Regions from separate parts of the Mus musculus genome. Here regions 2 and 3 are each linked to region 1. The links are chromatin contacts, called in public HiChIP or PLAC-seq and Micro-C maps. All regions are on one chromosome and are shown on one strand. Each heading gives the region's core, a stretch centred on a gene start, on an enhancer-like site or on the middle of the called end of the contact. The rest is flanking DNA. Distances are from core to core; before and after follow the strand shown. Region 1 overlaps Gm30504 (a long non-coding RNA gene). Region 2 has its middle 38 kb from the start of Gm30397. Region 3 overlaps Fat1 (FAT atypical cadherin 1).

Evidence for each region. Hi-C and Micro-C count contacts between places; a contact is called where the count stands out from the background. HiChIP or PLAC-seq counts read pairs in DNA pulled down with a chosen protein or histone mark.
Region 2: a contact with region 1 is called in a Micro-C map of embryonic stem cells, with 2.1 times the contacts expected there. The contact joins two enhancer-like sites. A contact is called at or near these places in 1 of 484 Hi-C or Micro-C datasets (embryonic stem cells) and 2 of 115 datasets of contacts at active chromatin or transcription factors (both in embryonic stem cells).
Region 3: an H3K27ac HiChIP or PLAC-seq map of embryonic stem cells shows a contact between it and region 1, with 8 read pairs. The contact joins two enhancer-like sites. A contact is called at or near these places in 2 of 484 Hi-C or Micro-C datasets (both in liver), 3 of 115 datasets of contacts at active chromatin or transcription factors (all in embryonic stem cells) and 1 of 9 other capture datasets (embryonic stem cells).

What each region holds. Positions count from the first base shown.
Region 1 is chr8:45,233,586-45,237,638 of GRCm38.p6, forward strand. All of the region lies in intron 3 of Gm30504 (a long non-coding RNA gene), which reads left to right. Among named protein-coding and RNA genes, the nearest start is that of F11, 26 kb to the right of the region's middle. Within about 2 kb of position 1,861, at least 22 of the 459 cell types and tissues checked have an H3K27ac peak or open chromatin away from gene starts, as enhancers often do. A contact at or near this core is called in embryonic stem cells, where this site is marked.
Region 2 is chr8:44,802,543-44,806,595 of GRCm38.p6, forward strand. No RefSeq gene overlaps it. Among named protein-coding and RNA genes, the nearest start is that of Gm30397, 38 kb to the left of the region's middle. Within about 2 kb of position 2,384, at least 32 of the 459 cell types and tissues checked have an H3K27ac peak or open chromatin away from gene starts, as enhancers often do. A contact at or near this core is called in embryonic stem cells, where this site is marked.
Region 3 is chr8:44,969,224-44,973,276 of GRCm38.p6, forward strand. All of the region lies in intron 1 of Fat1 (FAT atypical cadherin 1), which reads left to right. Among named protein-coding and RNA genes, the nearest start is that of Fat1, 21 kb to the left of the region's middle. Within about 2 kb of position 2,123, at least 20 of the 459 cell types and tissues checked have an H3K27ac peak or open chromatin away from gene starts, as enhancers often do. A contact at or near this core is called in embryonic stem cells, where this site is marked.

The sequences.
Region 1 (4,053 bases), core at 611-3,110:
TCCTTGAAGATGGGTGGTGCATGTTAGAGCTGACAGAGCACAGGCTCTGACCTTAATAACTCTGATACCAGCACTAACGTCCCTAAATACAAGTGTCTGAGTTTTCCAGTGAAATGTTATTAATATCCAGATGGAGAGCCTGATGCTTTCAGGTCCTGCCCGAGTCCATCTCTCTCATCCCTTTTCTGCAGAGTGACTCAGTGTTAACAGTATCTGGCATAGCTCATGTAGCTCCTCTGACTGGGGTGTCGGGTACAGGTAGGATGACGGAAACAGCATCATTTTATTCTTCTTTATTTCAAAACACCTTTCAAACCCATCTCAACCTTTACTCACCAAGGTTTGCAATCTCAACATCTGATTAACCTTCACTAGAATCTCTCTGGGGACTAGACAAATTCATGAAGCCTCTAGTTTGCCATATGAACATTAATGCTTTCATTTGGGAGTGATGGCTGTCTCTTGTGCACAAATCTTTCAGGGAACATACCTTGTCTTAGGAAAAAAAATATACCTAACCTGAATTTCCATGAACAAGCATGGGGAATAGAAAAACACTGTGAAGACCCGGGTGTGGTGGCGCACGCCTTTAGTCCCAGCACTTGGGAGGCAGAGGCAGGCAGATTTCTGAGTTCGAGGCCAGCCTAGTCTACAAAGTGAGTTCCAGGACAGCCAGGGCTATACAGAGAAACCCTGTCTCGGAAAAAACAAAAAAGAAAGAAAGAAAGAAAGAAAGAAAGAAAGAAAGAAAGAAAGAAAGAAAGAGAGAACGAAAGAGAGAAAGAAAGACAAAGATAAAGACAAACACTGTGACTTAAAGTATGTATCTCTGGTTTTATAAAGAAATATCTATGCCTACCAGTGTGGTGCAATGGGCTTTCTGAAGGATGACTTATTTCCTCATTCATGTAGTAGAGCATTCAGATAAGTTGACAGAAAAATCAACAATGATAAGTATTTTATATCATGACTTTGGCCCGGTAGCTATGACAACCAAGGAAGCAAAGCAACGCAGTGATAGGTAGGTCTATAGGAATGTCAATAGAGCTGTTAATAATCTGAACAGAAGTGAGGGGCTCACAGGGCTCTCATGTGGGAATCCAGGCCTTATTTCCCCTTGTCTTCTTCCCCAGCTACAAAATAACTTTGGAATGGTAGAGTATACATTAAGTGCAGGGTTAAGTGAGAATGGGACTCCAAGAATAGCTTCCATGAGGTCATCGGCCATGATGGAATGGAACTTCTCAATGGTGTCTGGTTGGTGTCACTCCAAGCCCTGTAGACAGCCCCTCACTTACATCCTGTGGGCTCACCAAGTCAACTCATCAGTTTGCCTAGCTGGGACTCCAGTGGAATCCTAATTCCGTGTGCTGTCTTTGCATTAGGAATGGACACCTGCTTGCTTACACCTCCCTAGTGAATATCGGTGACATGTGTGGCCATATGCAGATATTGTCAAGTTGAAAGCAAAGGCTTTGGTGACCGATTCAGCATGAAAAGAAGTCTAGGATTTCTCACCATATGCACTGAGTTGAAATGAACTTTATAACTGAAGATCGAGAGGCTGTCAGAAGGCACTGCTCGCTCAGATGTGTTCTTGGTGTAGTATATCTATTTCTACCTGGCTTTCCTGGCCGCCCTCTAAGAGGTAAATATGCAGAGAAGGTTATTTTTGCTGAATATTTACCACATTGCTCACACTGGGAGGATTGATACTTTATTTGAAAGGGAATCATCCCCCTCTCACAAGCTATCCATCTGTGAATACGATAAGTTGGAAAGATCAAAGCCAAATCTGTGCATGGATTTGCTGAGTCATACTCCTACTCAGCTGTCCCCTCACCTGTCCTCATTACCATGCTAAAGAGTTGCTATGTGGGCGGGGAAGTGGAGCTCCGAAAACTGACTACTGTGTGACACTACAGGAAGTGGAGGCCTTTCATGCCTCTGGAATTGTAAGCCCAAATAAACTCATTCTTCCGTGACTTGCTTTTGGTGAAAGTGCTTTCTCACGGCAACACAGAAAACCTACTAATACGCAAAACATAAGAAATAAATAAAACTATATCAGGGGATTGTTAGTAGAAGTCACAAGGAGCAAAAGGATGGGACTAAGAAGGCTGGTGACTGCTGGAAACGGGGACTTCCACAGGAGACTATCAGCAATCTGTATACATTATGTATGTAGATTATATGCATATATAAATGTAAACAGCATATACATATATACATGTATCTGTAAACATACGATGCACATATATATCTTATACATATAATCTTCATACATTAATGGCACACACAGGCCTTTGGTGTTGTCCATAAGACCCGTGGCTAGGGCCGCAGGCCTCCACTGTCTGCAGATCTCTCTGTCAAAACAAGGTGTCTCCTGTCAGCATACTTCCTGTTCCAGGCGCACAACAGGGCACCTGAGAGCTGGGGCTCTCACATACTGAGCAGGAGCAAACATGACTGTCTTCAGTGCTTGTCATTCTTCGCCAGGGTTTCGTGCTGCTGATAACATGCGAGTTAACAAGAGAAAACCCACAGAAGGCTATTGCCCCTGCAGCCCACCTCACATCAGTGAAAAGCTACTGTCTTGGAAAAATCACTCTCAATCTACTCACCAGCTTAAGATCGGTATGACAACACTATCCCAACAACAACAGCCATCATAAGTCCAAGAATGACAAGGCAAAAAAGGAGTTTCAGACTAGGGAGTAAAGCCAGCTGGATTCCACTGACACCTGCTGGTCTCACATCTGGACAGATGAACCGTTCTCTCCAGCCAACAAGGGAAGAGCTGCATCTGTTCGAAGGGATAGGTTAGAAAGGCCTTATATCTGTGGGGATCACCGCCTTCCCTCTCTGCTTGTTCGCTCGGCAGGGCATTTGAACCTGCTTGCCCCTCCCAGGCAGGGCACCACAGCATGCCACTCTAAACAGGCCTGGGAGCCAGACACACAGATGTTCGCTGGATCTGGTCAGGGGCCTCCGCACAGCTTGATCTCCCACACTGTGGGCAGGATCTGAGGAAGGGCTGATTTATGGCTTTGTTATAGGTGCTCCAGCTGAGACTGGTACCTTAGGGCTCCCTGCAGACGAGACTGTTAAATGAGACCGAGCAGGGAGTGGGTTTCCAGCTGTTTCTCTGCTTCTTTTGGAGGCTGAGAGCTTCTGTACGCAGAGTTACTGCGCCCTCTGCTGGGTTTCTCATGGAAGCTCCGAGGATTTCACACTTCTCTAGTGTCTCTTGACCCCTAAACAGTCTGGTTATCAGTATCCCCGTTTGCTTTATCCAACACCTAGCTAGATGGCTCATTTAGAAACACGGTCCATGAGTCAGAGAGTTCTTTCCCTACCTCAGGCAGTCTCACTTTCATGTGAGATGAACAACTTCATTCTGATGGCGGGTCAGCAGTTCTAAGTGGCTTTCTGTGTCATAGTCACAAAATACCCAAATCTTCAACCTCAAAAAAACTGGTTTCTGCGAGCTCCCTGGTTGGTGTGTGACTATGTCAGATTGGGCAAGGAAGAGCCAGGGAAACACAGCTGGTAGGAAACCTCTAATGAGGGGTCTGACCTCTTACAGAGGCGTGTTGGGGTGACTGAACCTGTAACTGCCTATGAATATGCATGTACCGTATGTGTATGTATGTGTGTGTATGTTTGTATTGCTATGTGTGTATGTATGCAAATGCTGTGTGTATGTGGTCTGTGTATCTATGTGTATGTGTGTGTATTGTGTATGTGTGTATACATGTTTGTATTGCAGTATGTGGGTGTGTATATGAATACAAATGCTGTGTGTGTACGTGCTCTGTGTGTATTGTGTATGTATGCATGTGTGCATGTGCTATGTGTGTGTATGCATGTGTGTATACATATACATGTGCGTGAATGTGCTGTATGTATGTATGTATGTATGTATGTATATGTTTTGGGGTGTGCCAGTCAGATTTGTGTTACTCTACAAAGTTATAGCTCTCTTCTTAATAAGTAGAGAGAGCTTTAATTATCTCTCTGTTTACCACATTCTAAAGCTGAGTGCCTGCA
Region 2 (4,053 bases), core at 1,134-3,633, 430 kb before region 1:
ACATTTCCACAGCTGACAAGATTTGCTGGCTGGTGAGTCAGGCGTTAGAAATGTCTACAGAATGGGAAAAAAAAAGTTCTTCCCTTGTCCCAGCCTCCCGGGTGACACAAGTCTTGCTCGGAGGACAGGATTTGTAAGAGAAAGACTAATTCAGCCTTGTGAATATCATCCCAAAGCCAGGATTTGAGCAAAAGTAAATCAAGCAAAAAAAAAAAAAAAAAAAAAAAAAATCACTGAACAGAGAGAGTCTCCTGTCTACTGTGTCACTTCTCGCTCAGCAACCCCTTCCATAGAGGTCAGGTTATAACAAGAAAAACTTAAATAATTTGGAGAGTTTAATAGATGTGTTATAGAATAATAAGCCAAGTGAAAATCATGCAGCAATTGAAAATAATTACATAGATTCTAGGGGTCAACATGAAAAAAAAAAGTCATGATATATCATTAAGAAAAAAAGGGTTAAGTTCAGATTAATGAGAATAGAGGCCATTTGTGCGCAAAACAGTATGTTGCACTGTGTGTGCACATGTGTGTATGTGTGCCAAGCATCTCTCTCGCTGTGCAGAAGTCCCCAGTAGAGATACTTACATCATGATGAGTTGGACAAGTCCTTGTGGTGGGTGGGCCCACACATTGTAGGATGGTTTACAGGATCTGGACTACTCCACCAGGTACCAGTAGCAAGAGATTTGCAAACTCCTGAAGCTACCCCAAAAGTGACAATCAAAACATCTCTAGATATCTCTAGATAACGTCCCTTGAGAGGTAAAAGCATGCCCTTTTGAGCTCCATTGCTCTGAGCAGTAAGGCTTGGGGGAGGGGGAGGTTGCCTTATTTTCCTTCTCTCTTCCTCTGGGGTACTTGATTTATCTTTGTCTCCTTGTTTGAGTTTACCATGAGCATTCTTAGATTAGAAAAGAAAATTAGTTTGTAGATGTTTTAGAGGGAAAAGGTTTAGAGATTCACCTCATCGCTCACTATGAAACCTGAAGAAACTGAACTTGTCTGTCTGTTAAAAGAAAAGAAAAAAGAAAAAAGTTCTCAGGAAAGCTGGGCTGCCATTTTGATTGATGTCATGGGTACATGCAATGTATTTACTCCAAAGAGCTTAAGGCTCTGGGGGGAAAAAAAATCAGAATACACATTCTTTTTATAGCCCTCAAAATAACAGCAACAGAACTGTTAGAGGAAGTGGCAGCCAAATCAAGATATTTAGCTAAGGCAACTGGTATTCAAATCTAAGGTTATGCTTTTTTAAAGTTGCCCTAGGCACAGTGTCCTGGATGTCCACACTGGAAAGCTGATTCACTTGCTAATTTACTCAGATTATGACAGGAGACTCTTGGTAAATATTAGTTAGGGTTTTAATTAACAACATTTAATTGGGGCTGGTTTACAGGTTCAGAGATTCAGTCCAGTATCATCAAAGTGGGAGCATGGTAGCATCCAGGCAGGCATGGCGCAGGAGGGGCTGAGAGTTCTACAGAATACTGGCTTCCAGGCAGCTAGGATAAGGGTCTTGAAGCCCAGACTCAACAGTGACACACCTATTCCAACAAGACCACACACCTCCTAATACTGCCAGTCCCTGGGCCGAGCAGATACAAATCATCACACTTGGAGTCACTGAATTCCTTGAGAATGAAGGAACATTGGCAGTTCTGGTGTAGATTAGTTTGTGCCCTATGCGCATTAAGCTAGGTAATTCAGATATAGACTACTTCTTGTGGGACAGCATTTGGGATCAATGTCTGGCTACAGCTATGTGCTGCAAGATCATCCCCACTAGGCAGCTTCCTGGTGGGTCCATCTGCAAGCCTAGCTAGAGCTTTTAGCTGAGTAAGCACGAAACCCAGGAGTCTTCTGGGCTGCCTAACTGGGCAAAGAGAAACTTCCACGGAGGACACTAAAAGTTCTTCAAAGTGAAAGGGGACAAACGGAAAACACACCAAACAACATAAAGGAGGAATTAGAGGATGCAAGGAGGGCAAAATTAAAGAGAAAAGGCAGAGGCAGGGCAAGGAAGGCAATACCCAAAGAGAACAAAGCATCGAGGCGTTTGCACAGCAGGGCAGCGGGAGCAAGACCTTAGAGCGCTGGGGAACAAGGATTTGGGAAGGAGAAAAAGAAAAGAGTGTTCTGGTTTTGCTTTTGTTTTTAGTTTGACTTTGTTTTTCCACCGTTAATTTACATTTTATTCACTTTACATCCCGAAGGAACGTCCCCATGCCTCTTCCCAGTGCCCCCTCCCCAGCTTCCCCCCCCTCCCCAGCTTTCCCCCCCTCCCCCTCCCCTTCTCCACTGAGAAGGGGGAGGTTCCCCTCCTGAGTACCAACCCACCCAGGCATATCACATCACTAGGCACATCCTCTCCCACTGAGGCCAGAACAAGGCAGCCCAGTTAGGAGAACAGGATCCACAGGCAGGAGAACAGGATCCACAGGCAGGCAACAGAGTCGGGGTAGCCCCTGCTCCAATTGTTAGAGACCCACACGACGACCAAGTTGCACATCTGCTACACCTGTGTGGGAGGCGGGGTGGGGGTAGGGGAGAGGGTGGAAGGTTGGGGGAAGAGGTGGGTCTTCTAGCCTTTGTATGCTCTTTGGTCGGTGGTTCAGTGTCTGGGAACCTCCAAGGATCCAGGTTAGTTGACTCTGGGATCTTCTCGTGGATTCTCAATTTCCTCTGGGCGCTTCTTTTTCCCTTATTTCTTTATTTATTTATTTATTCCCTTTGCATCCCGATGTAGTCTCTCCCCTCCCACTCCTCTCTCCTTACAAGGCCTCTCCCCATCCCCCTCCCTTTCTTAAGCACACAGTAGTGGTCAGTGCTGGGGACGGCTTCAGGAACGGTTGTTCCCTGGGCTCAGAGATGGGTGAATTTCTGCTCTTTTTCAAAGTAGTCGTTGTACTCCTTAAGTCACCATAGTTTAGTTTCACAGTGTTTACCCATGAGTCAGTCGTTCTGTCACATGTTAGACAAGTCTCCTTTTCCTGCTTCTGCTCCTAGGTTGTTGGTCCCTAGCTGTATAGGGCTTCTCAACCGCTCCTCTCCCTCTCAGAGGGAGTAAGTTTCTTTTCTGACTCCACGAAAGATAATGTCATAGATGCATGACGCACACTCTGTGTGTGGCTTTGGAGCCCTTCCAGTAACATTATAACAGCAACAGCCAGAAATGGAAGGGAAAAAAAAAAAAAGATGATGATAAACTTCAGCGTTGGTATTAGGACTAGCAATGTCCTCTTCCTCCTGGGACAGGAAGGGAAGAACACATATTCTGAGGCCCCATACAAAATGAGACATCATTTATTCACATTGCCTCTAGGCTACAAGGCAGCTAGAGGGCTGACTTCTGAAAACCTTTCTCCTGCAATATAGAAAAGCATCGTATTAAAAATTAACCATTAAAAAATAAATACACTCCCCCACCTTTCTAGTATTATTTGTGGCAGTATTTAAGTGATTTTTTTTTATTTTAAGGATGAGATGTTAAAAATTATGAAACAGCAGCCTGCAGGCTCCCTTCCACATAACCTTATTCAGAGCAGTGGCTCCTAATCTCAGCGTTGGCACTCTGTAACATATTTCATCGGTTTCGGTAAGACATTACATAGAAATTTGGGGTTCCCTTCCAGTGAAACTGCACAGGTTGATTGGAATACCAAGCACCTTTGCTTCTGCCTGATTGGCCTATTAAACGAGAGCAGCTCTAGAGTTGAACTCTTAACAGGCCTCAGATTTCTCATCTGTAAATTGGGTACACCCAGGCTCCCAGAATAATCAATATAAGCATTCAAGTTATGTAGTGTAAAGGATGTTTCTTGAGTGTATACTGTATCCCAGGAACTAGTCTAGTTACAGTGTTAAGGATTCATTTTTAATTTACAAACATAGTATGTCTATTATCCCTGGTGCGGTGTGAAGAAATTGAGGTATAGAAGAGTGTGGAAATAATGCTCAAGTACCCTGCATGGTTGAACAATACTGCTCCCAGAAGACACAGACTATTAAATTTCAATGTTATGAAATTTCATTTCTGACATAGGTTACCTC
Region 3 (4,053 bases), core at 873-3,372, 260 kb before region 1:
GGTAGCTGGTCATTGGAGTCTAATGTGGATAGCACTACAGGTAGGTCTGACCAAGCCACTCCCTGTCTTAGAGTTTTACTGCTGTGAACAGACACCATGACCAAGGCAACTCTTATAAAGGACAACACTTAATTGGGGCTGGCTTACAGGTTCAGAGGTTCAGTCCATTGTCATCAAGGTGGGAATATTGCAGCATCCAGGCAGGCATGGTACAGGAAGAGCTGAGAGTTCTACATCTTCTTCATCTGAAGGCTGCTAGTGGAAGACTGAGTTCAGGGCAGCGCTAGAGGGTTTTAATGCCCACACTCACAGTGACACACCTACTCCAACAAGGCCACACCTCCTAATAGTGCCACTCCCTGGGCCAAGTATATACAAAGCATCACACTCTTAGATTAGTTAGAATCTGGAACTCATTCTCTGGATGCTTCCAGGGTGTCGGATGATTTGCCTTTCGGTCTTTTTCTGTCTTAGTTATGAGCATTGGGAAGGACGGGAGCAGAGCTGGTTCTGGGAAACCAAGTTTATTTCTCAATCATCTGCAATCCCTTTAAAAAAAAATTGCAGCGAGCACTACCGTGTTTATTCCCTCACCCCGAGTCTAGCTGTGTGGCCCTGGCTTAACTCCTGCAGCTAGCTGGTATGGGGGCTACCTGCTTATGATTCAGCCAGCCGCTGGTTTCCCATGCCCTTTAAGTAGTGCATTGTAATAACTAATGCCATTAGGTATTCATGGAGGGCTTCATAGAGGAAGGGGAACATGATAATTACAAACCGAGGATATGGCTACTGAAATCTGAAGAAAAAAAAAACTAGTAGTGAGAAAAAAAATTACAGTTTTTCCTCCCGTTGCTGGAGGTGTGGGGTGTGGGGGCGTCGGGTGGGTCATTACGTTAGTGGGTACCTCTTTTCTTTCCATTTTGCCGTGGGTATTTTGCAGGGGACACCACCAAAGCCTTGTCATCTGAGCAAGGCCGTGGTGGAATTCCCAGTGATGGGTTGGTGCACGCTTGTGAGAGAAGTGTTGGCAGAGACAGTCCAGTGCTGCTGCCGCCTGGCCTGATGCCGTCTCAACAAAGACGTTAAAAGTGTTGTTGTGCTGCTGTGGCAGAAATGCCTTTGTCAGAGGTGCTGATGGCGAAACACTGGCCTCTGACTTGGCTTTAAAACCTTAACAGTGACGCAGTTCTTAAAGGTGACTTTTGTAATTATTTGACTTTGGCGCTGTCTTCTTAATGGGTGTGTGTATGGGAGAGGGGAAGAAACTCACCGATCAGTTTCACACCTAAACTTTGTTCCTATATAAAAACTGTCCAGTGGGTAGCTTTTGGAAAATTCTGAGTGAATAAATGTCCATTGTATTGAAACTGCTCCGCTCAAACGGGTTTTGGGGGTGGGGTGGGGGTGGGTAAATCTAACTTGACTTCACCTGTGAGACCTGACTTCTCACACACCTACATATGATGGCTTAAAACAGCTCCTTACTGAGCAATCTTCCAAATGATTTATTTAGTCTGAGCCCACCATTTTGAAGTGAACTTGAAAATCATAAGCTGTTAACTGGGAAGGTCCCATGGGTTTCCAAAATTATTAACTTGTAATCATTAAACCTCACCTCCCCTTCTCGGGAAACGAGAGGCGTTAATGAAAAGTAGTTGTGCCTCCATAAACCTTTTGTCTGTGTGGTTTCAGTGTTGTTTGCTCCGTTCTGTTAACGAGGCCATATTTTCAGGGCTTGTGGGATCTTTCTGTGTAAACTTGGGGACAGGCACACCTGCTGACTTTTCTGTTTATTCTTACATGCTCAGTACTTCTCCTGTCATTGCTTGTAAATGAACACGGGCGATTTAGATCTATGTCATCTTGTCCCCGCTGCCCCTTGTATCTCAAAAAAAGAAAGAAAGAAAATCTACCTGTTTCCAGTTAGGCTTGGGCAGGTTTCACATCAAAAGTTGTGAATGAAGCTTTAAGTAAATATGTTTATTTAGTGCTGGCTGTTGACCAGGAAATCCACAGCAGCTGAAAACTGCTTTTTTTTTTTTTAAACTCCCGCAGGGCTAACCATCATGGTGACAGGTAAATCTCTTTCCTCAATAAAGCTTCAACTCCCTCCCACTTCATTTCTTGGGGCTGGTGAATGTAGGAATTGTCTTGCTAGGAACCTATTGACTAGGTTACTGCCTGTGCTGTAGAGAAGCGGAGCTGCCTAGGGGCCATCCCCCTGCAGGAGATTTGCTAAAGCCCCTGTGAAAGGGGCCCCTGGGGTCCCACTATTACCTTATGAACAGGAATCGGTTCAGGCCGGGGAGAACATATTAAGAGCCTATTAACTTCTGCAGGGCTTGCTTGGAGTTGAAAAGCTCTTGGGAGCAAAGGAATGATAAAAGGAAATTATTGCCAAAACTACCGAGGGTGCATCTTGCAGTCTCTCAGTGGGTGCGTCTGTTGAATTGCAAATTTGTTTCCTGCTGGGGCTTCTGCCCGGCTTCTGAAGTCCCCATTAAAGGTCTTGAAAGGGGGGATTTAAAGAATGATTGCATAATGTTGATTCTTTTCTTGAAGAGTGGATTCCCCATAGCACTGGGACAAAATTAGGAAAGAACTACCTTTATTTATTTATTTTTTTAAAAAAACAATCTTTATTTTCCATAAAAGAAAAAGGAGAGTATTGTAGAAATCTGGGAAAATGTAGGGCTACATGAAGCTTAGGAGAAGACCCTGCGGGACAACGCCGTGTGGAAACTTTTTCTGATGTGCATCTGCATCTTACTGTGAGCACTATGAGGTAGATTCCCCCACAGCAGACATACCGGCTTTCTGCCCTTTAGTCTGGGCAAAGCCTTTTCTGGTCTGTAAACACCCTTCAAGAGTAGGATCTGGGGCAGTAAGCTGCGGCTCCCCAGAGCCTAACAGCGTGCAGAGTGTGACTTTTGTATAGGTACCTGGCTCCCTTGTCCGTGTGTCTTCGGTTACCTGGCATGTATGCATTCTAGGAAATGGAGTTCCTAGGTCAGTAGGTTAAGGTGGGGGGTGGGGGTGGGGTAAAACAGATTGCCACATTTCTGGATGGAAACAGTAACACACCTGCAGCTTACTGGGTCTTGGCTGTCTTGCTGCTGCCTTTGAGTCATTTAGACTTCATGAAATCAAACCGGTACCAGTTGGCCAGAGGCACCGTTTAGCGTGGAAACAGCCGATGTTGATCGCGGGGCTCAGGTTCTGGCTTTGTTTGGAAATCTAGTGTGTTTTTAATAAGCCAAACTTTGGGACAGTACTCTGGTTTAACTTGGATTTTTTTTTTTTTGGATTCTTGTCCCAGTAACATCCTGTGACTCATTTTTATATATTAAGTTTCAGGTTTTTTTTTTAAATTTTTTTTCATTATTATAAAGTCAATGTCTCCCATGTGCCTGGTGAAGGTTGTGTAGGAGAAACCTGTCAAGTTGTACTTTTATTTTCCTTGGCTGGATGCTGCTTGCTCTGCAACATCATATTTAAGAAGAATGTATGGTTTTAGTTGCCATGGGACTTTTTAAATTTGAAAAGTGACTTTACCTTTAAAACTCCCAAACTATACATTCTTCCTTCCTTCTCTAAGTGATTCCTATTTTCTAAAATAACCCCCCTTTCTGTGTCCACACATATATAACAAGCAGTAGTGATTCAATGACAAAAGTCTTCACTACAGGATGCTATGAGACGAACAAATTTGCATTTAAGCAACAAGCCATTTCTAGCTCTTAATTCAGGCTGAAAAGTTAGGAAAGCTTGTGTTGGTAGCTCCGCTCACAAAAGTGCTTGGATCTGAATTGCCCTCCTAGAAACCACGTAAAATGGCTGGGTGAGGCTCGTAACCCTAAGTGAGAGATTTGAGAGGAGGGTCATCAGGGCTTCTGGATCCCCAGCCTAGGCTACTTAGGGAGCTGACAGCCATTGAGAGACCTTGTCCCAAAAACCAAAACCAAAGATCGACAAACAAAACTCTGAGAGGGATGAGGAACCACACCCAGGACTGACCTCTGGTCCCTGTGCTGGTGAGTGGGTATTACAGAC